Linked DNA regions of Mus musculus: regions 1 and 3 are each linked to region 2. A link is a contact called in public Micro-C and promoter capture Hi-C data. All regions are on one chromosome and are shown on one strand. The core of a region is the stretch at or near the end of the contact, and the rest is flanking DNA. Distances in the headings are between cores, read along the strand shown.

Region 1 (2,919 bases), core at 414-2,913, 260 kb before region 2:
TTTCATCCACAGCACAAACAGGAGGTAGGGATGGTAGGAGACACAGGTAACTCCCACAGGAGGATAAGGAACTGTGGATGATGCAGGCCGGCAGCTTGCTCTGGCTTCTGCAATGCTAGAACCCCAAGTGTGGTGATCTTTGTCTACCCATTAGGCCTTGGAGCTCTCTGTTGCTCCATCTGTGTTTCAGACAGTGGGCTGTCTTCCAGCAGCCTCTTTGTGCTGAGGTCCTATGACTAACTAGGTCTTTAGACTACTAGCTTCCAGTTGAGGAATGGCATGTTTGGCTATTGCAATTTCAAAAAAAAAAAATTTTTTTTTTAGTAGGATCCACACATAGAGCACACACATAAATGTTCTAAAAGCCACATTCTAGAAAGAATCATATGAAATCATTTCTCATCTTTCCATTTTTTCCAGTGTTTATTTACACATTTAAAATAATGACACATGATGAGTGTTCCTATTTATAGAATGTAGTGTGACATTTTGATACATGGGTGCCATATGCAGTGGTCAGATCAGGGTCACTGACAGGTCCGTCACCACGCTCATATGCCAGTGATTTTTTTTTTTTTTTTTTGGTTGGGAGCAGAATTGTTTAGTAATTGTGTTCTATTTAACTCAATGTATTAAAAACATTTTCATTTCTTATAGAAATGAATGGAAGAGATTGTTAAGGAGGTATTGTGCATCTGTGCTAAGTCTTTAGCTTAGAATGTGTGTCCTGCACTCACATCTGTCTGTCTGGTCCAGCCAGGTTTCAGGGGCTCAGTGGGATGTGATGGCCAGCAGCTGCCATCTTGTGCAACATAGTTCCCATGTGATGGCCAGCAGCTGCCATCTTGTGCAACATAGTTGCCATGGTTACAGGTGTGCTCCTCACCATCTGTCAGACCCCAACACAAAGGGCTGTTTACATGAAGTCTTTCTGTCAAACTGTTTCCCTTTTAAAAATTAAAACAAAACAAAACAAAACAAAAAAACCCTATAAGGATTACATAATTTGCACTGACCCACGCAGCTCATAAATCATAAACAGGAACTGTGAGGGGGTGGGGTGCGGGGAGCTCCAGGTAGCCTTCGATCTGCCCGATCTGCCTGTCCACAATGCCCTGTGCCCTTGAGCACATAGTAGGGAGGGGAAGTTGAGATCCCTGCACTTGAAGCAGGTGCCGGCTTAGATATAGACCGTGAAGGTAGAATTTTGACAATGAATTCCACAGGCCTGACGTCATCTAGAATTCCAAGAACAAAAAACAAAGTTATTTGTGCAATTTGTCCTTCAGCAACTCGTGAGCAAATAGTTTTCAGTCGCGATGGAAGCTGATATAAATGATGTCACGTAATTGTTAATTAGCAGAACGTAGCTGCTAGAACGTTGTTTCAAATAAGAATCACTCAGGGTCGACAGTTTTTTAAAATCATTCAAAGGTTTTGTTTTCAACTCCGTGTTTCTGCCTGAAAGCCAGGCATGGGGGAGCGTGCCTGTAATCCAAACATTTAGGATCTCAAATTTGAGGCCAGCCTGGGCTAGATGCTAAATCTCGGTCTAATTCATTCCTGATGATGATTAGAGGAAGCTGGGGTATGTGTGTGGGAAGGGACATGCAGCTTCCTGAGGCCTGGCCACCTCAGGAACACTGCCTGCCATCTCCCACGGGGCTATAATTAGCTGTGTACCCATGTTTGACTCTCTGGAGTCTTTAGTTGTGCATTCTCAGACAGCCTGAAAATCCCTGGCAGGCAGGGGTCACGGGGCTAGAGGAAATGGCTCTGCAGAGACCCTGGAGAAGGGAGAAGAGGAAGCTGTGTCTGTCAGGCACGCTCACTCTTCTTGTGAAGACGTGGCATAAATAGGAAATGGGAAAGGCCACATTTGCAAATGGCTTACTGGATCTTCTCCCATTTTTAAAATCTCACATTTGGGGTTAACCAGGACTGATTCAGGAGAAAGCCCCCCTTGTGGCTTCGGAATATGACTTATTTTCATTTCCAGTTTCATGCTGCATGAACAGTTCCTGCTGTGGATAAGGAAGAAAGTTATTCTCTCTGACAGCACTGAAATTCAGTAGAGGACCAGGGCTGTGATAAGAGCAAGCAGCAGCTCTGGCCTGTGTGTAGCTCACCAACTACTGCTGATGTTTCTGTCTTCTGGGAGATGAGAGCCTTTTTCAAACAAAATACTTCCCACCATGGCTAACGGTGGTCAAATGAGAACGGTTGCCCTTTTGCATTTTTTTGTCTTGTTGCTGTGTGGCTTCTATAGTATGAAGGTTTGAATTCAGGGCCCTCACACATGTTCTACAGAGATACATCCCCAGCCCCCCCCTTCGATGTAATTACATAAGCCAACCCCTAATTAAAAGGGACAGCCAGTTGCTAAAGAGCACCTATGGAAGAATGAATGGGTCAGCACTTCCAGGGTGGTTTGTCAGCCCTAAACTTGTCTAAAACAGCTCTCCTGTTCTCGGTTCCATGCATGCACATGTGTGCATGCACACGTGGACACACACACACACACACACACACACACACACACACACACACGGCTCTATCTGCCAGTCTCCTATGTCCCTTTGCTGGGCTCACCAAAAGCCTGTAGTTTCCAAGGCTCTCAGGTGACTTCTGCTTCCACTGGCCTTCCCACTGGCCTATACCTTTTCTGATGGAGCAAACGAGGCAGTTTAGTTATGATGTATCCACAGGCTCAGAAGTCAGTTAGGCAGGCCTTCCTATGTCCTTTCCAGCAGCAGGAATCTTATGACATAGTTGTGTGCAGTCCTGAGAGACTAAACTCACTGTCTTAAGCATCTAAAGCCCAGACGCTGCTTATCTGGCATCTGCAGGCTCTTAGGCGTTTTTGCGCAAGAGCACTTTAGGGAATCACGGAAGCGGCTTAATGTATTCCTATGAGAG
Region 2 (3,224 bases), core at 152-2,651:
TAAACCCAAGCCTAACTCTTTGTTTCTTACTAAGATTGTTGCTATTCTTCAGGACAGCATATTGCTATGTTGCCTAGGCCAGACAAGAACCCAGGATCCTCCTGCCTCAGCTTTTCTTGCTCTGCAGCTCTGGCAGGCCAGGGACTTGCTCTGCCACAGGCTGTCAGTTCACCTGCCTCTGTCTTCTGAGTACTTGAATCACAGGCTTGTATCACCACATGTGACTCTGTACTTTTGAGTAAAGATTTTATTTAACCTTTGTAGCCGAACACTGGAAAAATTCACAAAATGAAAATAAATACTTCTCTTCAGTCTTTTAAAAAGCCCCATCGTATATATTCACTGTACACAGTACTGTGTCGCATAAGGGCATTTTCATACTTTTTTTACATTAAGTATATTCTTTCCTTTACCTTGGCCTCATTTCTCCCCCTTACTAATCTCTTCTCTTCCCCTACACAGTTGCTGTTACTCTCATGTCATAAAAATAATTATCTTTATCCTTATCTATTTATGCTATTAGCAGATCAGATAATATAGATAAATGATTTTATAAATCTATACAAAACCTAGGAACCATGTGTAAGAGAAAACACATGGTATTTGCTTTTCTGGAACTGGCTTAATTCCGTATCTCCAGATATATCTATTTGTAAATATAAACCATTTTGCTACAAATAACTTAATTTTATTTTAATTTATCGTTTAAAAATACATTGCGTATATATGCCATATCTTCCTTAATTCACAACACTGTTGTTAGTCACCTTGTCGGGTTTTGTAACTTAGCTATTATAATTAATATGCCAAGTCTCTCTGTGATATGTTGACTGGGAGTCAGGAGTGGCTTTGCTGGGTCACATACTGACTATGTATAAAAGTAAGGTTTTTTTATTCATATTTTTTTTTTTTTTAAAAAAAAGGCATCCTACAGAACCATCGCGATTATATGGTTGTTTTATGGTAACAGACTAAAGGAGAGCTCATAAGTAGTCCTCCAGTAACAGGAACGGGACAGATGATAGTGATGGTCTTGCAAAGCTATGTAAAGGACATGCTCTTAACAAAGCTATGTCGTGTGAATCCCTTTAGTCTGGGAAGAGAATTCAATGTTAAAGTTCCCATTATAAGGCGAACTTACAAAGTGCACTTCTAAGAATACTTGTACATTGGAAGAACCCTCGATTTTGAATGGGGAAACATTTCACCAATCGGACTCAAACTCCTACACTACAATACAAGGGAAACAATCGGAAGTAAAAACACAGGCCGTTGTTTGGGCACATAAACACCAATTTGTACCCAGCTCCTAGCCCCGTGTACCAGCGCGATCAGACCCTTCTAGCTTTCCGTCGCTTCCTTTTTCCGTCTTGGCTCCGCCCTCCTCCGGCTTAGCGTTTCCGGCTCAGCCCGGAACTAGAGGCTTCCGCTGGGTTCGCTTTAGTTCTCCCGTCCGCTGGCTTCCCGGAGACTGTCACCGGGCGGGTGTCCGCGCGGCCCGGGTAGAGTCGGCTTCGTCCCCAAGCTCGCAGTCCCGGCCGCCGTCTTCGGGGGCGACATGGCCGGGGCCCGCTGCGGTCGTCCGAGCGTGAGGCCGCCCCTCGCAGCCCGCGCGCTCCAGTGGCCCCTGGGCCAGTGGGCCCCGGTGTCGTCCTAAGCAGCCCGGTCCGCGCCCCGCGGGCTCGGCGCTCACGGCCGCATGGCCTCCGAGGCGCCCTCGCCGCCTTCGCCTTCTCCGCCGCCGCCCGCCTCTCCGGAGCCGGAGCTGGCGCAGCTCAGGCGGAAGGTGGAGAAGTTGGAGCGCGAGCTGCGGAGCTGCCGGAGGCAGGTGCGGGAGGTGGAGAAGCTGCTGCAGCACACGGAGCGACTCTACCGCAACGCCGAGAGCGACAACCAGGAGCTCCGCACGCAGGTACGCGGCTGCCGGGGCCAGACCTGCTCCACGGACCCTGGGAAGTCATGACAGCCCAGAGCTGGTCAAAATCCCAAAGACCTGTGGAGCCAGTTGGCCAGTGCCAGCCAATTGGTTTGGGCAGTTGTCTCAGGGCAGGCGAGAATGAACTTCAGCATGGGCTACATGGTCTTGATCGTCTGTCCTACTGGCAATGGGCGCATTTATTTGGGGGGGGGGGTCACGTTTAAGAGTTTTTTGTTATTTGTTTTGTTTGGTTGAGTTTTTAATTCTTATTTTGGTTGATACGAAATCTCCATTTGGGGCCTTGAACTTGCTGTGTAACAGAGGATGACCTTGAAGTTCAACTTTTGATCCATGTCAACACTTCCCAAGTGCTGAGGTTGTGGGCTTGCATTTTTCTCCACCGCCCCCCCCCTTCGCCCCCCAAACACACACATTTGGGATTCAATTGAGAATCTACGCAGGTCAGCCTGGCTTAGGTCTTAAAATGCAGCCCAAGTTTGACTCAAACTCAGACTCCCTCCTAGGCTGGGATTTCAGGCATGAGCCAACACCCACCCATCCCCTTTTGAGAACTTAGAATGCCATTTCCTACCTCGTGTTTCCCTGCTGTTTATAAAGTCAGGGTGATAATAGTGTACAGCAGTGACGTTTAAAAGCAGGAACATAGTTTAGTTTTACACTCTTGAACATACTCCATGTGTAAGGTGACCTCAGTTATCCTCTTGGGTTCACTTGTAGGAAGGTACATCCGCCTTTCTTACAGATACTAGAAATGTGTTTCATTTTCATAATCTGTAGTGAGGCAGATGCTTGACAGTGATGCTTAAAAAACAATACAGTTTTACCTTGTTCATTGAACAGTTGCATATTATCCTAACAAGTTATTTCCAGATACTTAATTTTAACCTAATGTTTTCTCCATAATTTAGTGTCTTATAAAACTACATCTCTAGTCTAGATACTGAAACGTCATCAGACTTTGTCATCCTGTTCTTTATATAGTGTGTATAATGTCTGGGTGGTGTATTTATGCCTGTATGCATGTAGAGGCCAGAGAGTGACAGCAGGTGTCCTCTGTCATTTTATCTTATTCCTTTGACAGATTGTCTTCCTTAACCACGACCTGACATTTTTTGGCAAGTCAGGCTGCCCACAATCCTCAGGGATCTCCTGTCTCTACCACATACAGTTCTGGACTTACACATGTGTTGGAGACTAAGCCAGCTTGTTCTGTGGGTGCTGGCATCTAAATTGAGGTCCTTATGGACTGCACAGCAAGAGCTCTTAAACAGTAAGCTGGCTCGCT
Region 3 (3,309 bases), core at 728-3,227, 340 kb after region 2:
ATTGATCTACAAGACACAGAATGGCTCCAGCCTAACTCAGCCCTTCCAGCCCGGTCTTATGCAGTCAATTTGGTCTAGATCATAAACACAGTGCCAGCTGACCAGGCCTCTCTGCTTGCAGTAGGTTTCAGGATGCTCTCAGGAAACTTTGTAAGCTGGCTGGGCCAAGCCAAGATTCCTACCAGCCCTGTGACATGATTCAAGATAGAAGTGACTCCCTTCCTGGATAGAGACAACATTCAAGAAAGTCCCACTATAACACCAAGTCAGCACTGACAGGGACTGCCCCAGGGCCTGGGATGGCATCAGCAGCACAGGCCTGAGCTTCAGGCTGTCTTCCTTACCTAGTTTTCCCTCCCACAGAACTATGAGAGCAAGCTGGAAACACTGTAAACCTTATCTAGTAAATCTTCCAAGTCTTCCTCGAGGCCTACCTCCCTCTTCCTTCACTGTTCACCCCTTGGCTCGATTAGCTCCCTCAGTAACTTCATCTGGACTCCCTGCCTGGACTCCTCTCCTTTACTGCATGTTGCCTGCTCTCCTGTTGCTTATCCACAATACTTCAGCAATAAAAATCACTTTCTTAGGAAAGCTGTCATTGGCAATTCTGTAGACCTTTGTTGGCCAGTTTGGTAGTTGTCTTAGGGTTTTACTACTGTGAACAGACACCATGACCAAGGCAAGTCTTACAAGTCTTTTAAGACAACATTTAATTGGGGCTGGTTTACAGGTTCAGGGGATCAGCCCATTATCATCAAGGCAGGAACATGGTAGCATCCAGGCAAGCATGGTGCAGGAGGAGCTGAGAGTTCTACCTCTTCATCTGAAGGCTACTAGTAGAAGACTGACTTGCTAGGACAAAGCCCACACCCACAGTGACATACCCATTCTAACAGAGACACACCTACTCTAACAAGGACACAATTCCCAATAGTGCCACTCCCTAGGACAAGCATATACCAACCATCACAGTAGTCGTTAACCATACACAGCTACTGAATAAAGCTGAGGAGGTCCTCCATCGCACTGGCCATAGGCAAGCGTTCAGGAGCTGTATATAATAGGCTTTGTCTGCATTCCACAGAGGCAGTGCACTCCCATCACCACATGATGGTCAGCGATCAGTGCTGCCCTGCTCTGCCCAGCCCCATGGTTACACTCTCGGGAAGTTGGGACTCTTTTTATCTAATCTCACCCATTAGTATCTATCACTGCTTCATCTCTGGTGCTGTGCACAGTACCTGACGCCTTTAGGCATCTGACATGGAATGAATTCATAATACAGTGTCTTACATAACACCCCATCTGCCAGCTTTCTACTAACTTACTGGCTAAGAAGAATACTTGCTGTCATTTGAGCTCAGCATTAGCATAGTGAAGGTCTGGTGAGTTTCTCTAAGCCTTTGCTGCCTGTGAGCCCAGCCCCTGCATTTCTTGATAAGCTTTCCATCTTGCCTCTGCCTCACTGCCAAGCTCCAGTTACTGTCCCATTCATCCTGTGAGCTAGCTGTGCTATTTACAACTGGCCCTCCAATATGCCTGCAGAAGCTGATGTGTAAGGAATATCTGTGATGCCGGCTACTTTCCATGCATCATGGCAGAGCGTCACAGCATCAATTCAAAAGACCTGCTTGGCTTCTTTGTCAAAGAACCAGCAAACAGACTATAGACAGTTCAGGTGTTGTAGCTTCTGTGTTCTCAAGAGAATACACAGCACAGGACAGTGCCACCGTGTGCCCAAGGCTACCTTTCTGCTAAGACTAGGAGGAAACCGAAAGGAAATTCCAAAGGTTCCAGCCCCAAGCCCTTCTCTCTCCAAGAGACAGAGATGGATGCTGGTGTCTAGAAGCCTGTGAATAATGTTCTGTATCCTCCCCCTCCCCCAGGGAAGCCTGGACCAGCTGGATGAGGTGGCTGCTCTGATTGCTGCCACAGTCCACGACGTGGATCACCCCGGAAGGACCAACTCTTTCCTGTGCAACGCCGGCAGCGAGCTCGCTGTGCTCTACAATGACACTGCAGTCTTGGAGAGTCACCACACAGCCCTGGCCTTCCAGCTCACAGTCAAGGACACCAAGTGCAACATTTTCAAGAATATTGACAGGTTTGGCGTGATTGGGCTCCCGGGGCTAGGTCTGTGAAGCTAAAAATGAAGCTGAGTTTTCTCTGGTTTCTCTGGATAGATGGGAATGAAACAGTGGCTCTTCACTGTATCAGGTTATAAACCAGCTTTGCCCATCTGAACTTTTCAGACTGCCTTTCCTGCTCTAAAAAAAATCTCATTTAGCCTTCAGTAAGTCCATAAAAATAAATGTTTGTTATGCACTGAAAAGCACTGCCTAAATGTTGATGGCCTCACTAACAAGTCTATCAAATATTTTTATCTTCCTCCCTGTGGCTCAAAGACAATGTATAATCCTGCATTTCCAGCTGAGTTTGGGCTAAGCATCCATCCCCATGAGGAGGTCCCAGTGAGGATGCTGGGAATGAGACAGGTTTCCTTCTCACAGAGAGAGATGCTCTCAGAACATCTGCAAACAGCACCGTGATGTGACGTGGTGGAACAATTCTTACCTGCTAACAACTGTGTGGTCAGGCTACGGCTATTTCCTATACCGCACCAGCAAGCTGCTGAGCAGAGTCCTGGGCAAAGGCCTGGTGGTCGCTTGGGCCTCATGACACTGTCTACATGAACTTACCAGTTTAGGCTCTAGAAAAATCTCTATGGTTACAGAGAGCGGTTGTTCTAATTCAGACTTAAGTTCTAGCGTATCAAGCTGGTTTGCTTAGCTCTTCATTCAGTCTCTTAGAGTTAGTACATGATAGGGGTTTTCTGATAACCTTGAGCTGTTGTTCCAACCACTGCAAACATCAGACATTTACAGGTTACAGGATTATGTGAAAGGAAAATCTCCCTCAGCACCATCGGAAGAGATTGGCAGTTCTCTCCAGTAGGAACCGGTCTACACAGGGCACAGTCAAACCTCAGCAGACTGCCACTTTGTTTCTGTCCCTTCCACTTCCTTGTTCCAGTGTTTTCACAGGAAGGGATGGAAACTACCATTCGAAACAGTTGCTTGTCACATGATGTGCACTTTCATTTCTCTTAGCATGGCTGTGCAGAAGAGTCAGCTGTCACTGGAGAACGTGGAGTGGCATCAACATGGGCTTACTGGGGGGCGGGGGCTGAGCGGATGGAGTCTAGGATTAGCAGTCACTTGACTCTGACCCCTTCTGTCCTGGGCTGTGGGGAGGCAGAGCATCAGGGCACTTCTGACTTGGGCATGGTGTGAGCAGGGAACTTTGTCC

Evidence for each region. Promoter capture Hi-C pulls out the DNA fragments that hold promoters and counts their contacts. Hi-C and Micro-C count contacts between places; a contact is called where the count stands out from the background.
Region 1: a contact with region 2 is called in a Micro-C map of muscle stem cells, with 5 times the contacts expected there. The contact joins the enhancer-like site here to the promoter of Aggf1 in region 2. A contact is called at or near these places in 3 of 39 promoter capture datasets (the 3T3-L1 cell line and hippocampal neurons), 1 of 484 Hi-C or Micro-C datasets (muscle stem cells) and 1 of 115 datasets of contacts at active chromatin or transcription factors (embryonic stem cells).
Region 3: a contact with region 2 is called in a promoter capture Hi-C map of hippocampal neurons, with 4 times the contacts expected there. The contact joins the enhancer-like site here to the promoter of Aggf1 in region 2. A contact is called at or near these places in 3 of 39 promoter capture datasets (the 3T3-L1 cell line, cranial neural crest and hippocampal neurons), 1 of 15 datasets of contacts at CTCF or cohesin (the NIH/3T3 cell line) and 2 of 115 datasets of contacts at active chromatin or transcription factors (large pre-B cells and stem cell-derived neural progenitor cells).

Annotation. Positions count from the first base shown.
Region 1 is chr13:95,637,870-95,640,788 of GRCm38.p6, reverse strand. All of the region lies in intron 30 of Iqgap2 (IQ motif containing GTPase activating protein 2), which reads left to right. Among named protein-coding and RNA genes, the nearest start is that of Gm52063, 5.0 kb to the left of the region's middle. Within about 2 kb of position 1,663, at least 67 of the 459 cell types and tissues checked have an H3K27ac peak or open chromatin away from gene starts, as enhancers often do. A contact at or near this core is called in muscle stem cells, where this site is marked.
Region 2 is chr13:95,373,534-95,376,757 of GRCm38.p6, reverse strand. Aggf1 (angiogenic factor with G patch and FHA domains 1) reads left to right here and starts at 1,401. Exons shown (of 14, transcript NM_025630.3): 1 at 1,401-1,912. The coding sequence starts at 1,700.
Region 3 is chr13:95,032,964-95,036,272 of GRCm38.p6, reverse strand. It overlaps Pde8b (phosphodiesterase 8B), which reads left to right. Exons shown (of 22, transcript NM_001374003.1): 18 at 1,887-2,104. Among named protein-coding and RNA genes, the nearest start is that of Gm41025, 16 kb to the left of the region's middle. Within about 2 kb of position 1,977, at least 65 of the 459 cell types and tissues checked have an H3K27ac peak or open chromatin away from gene starts, as enhancers often do. A contact at or near this core is called in hippocampal neurons, where this site is marked.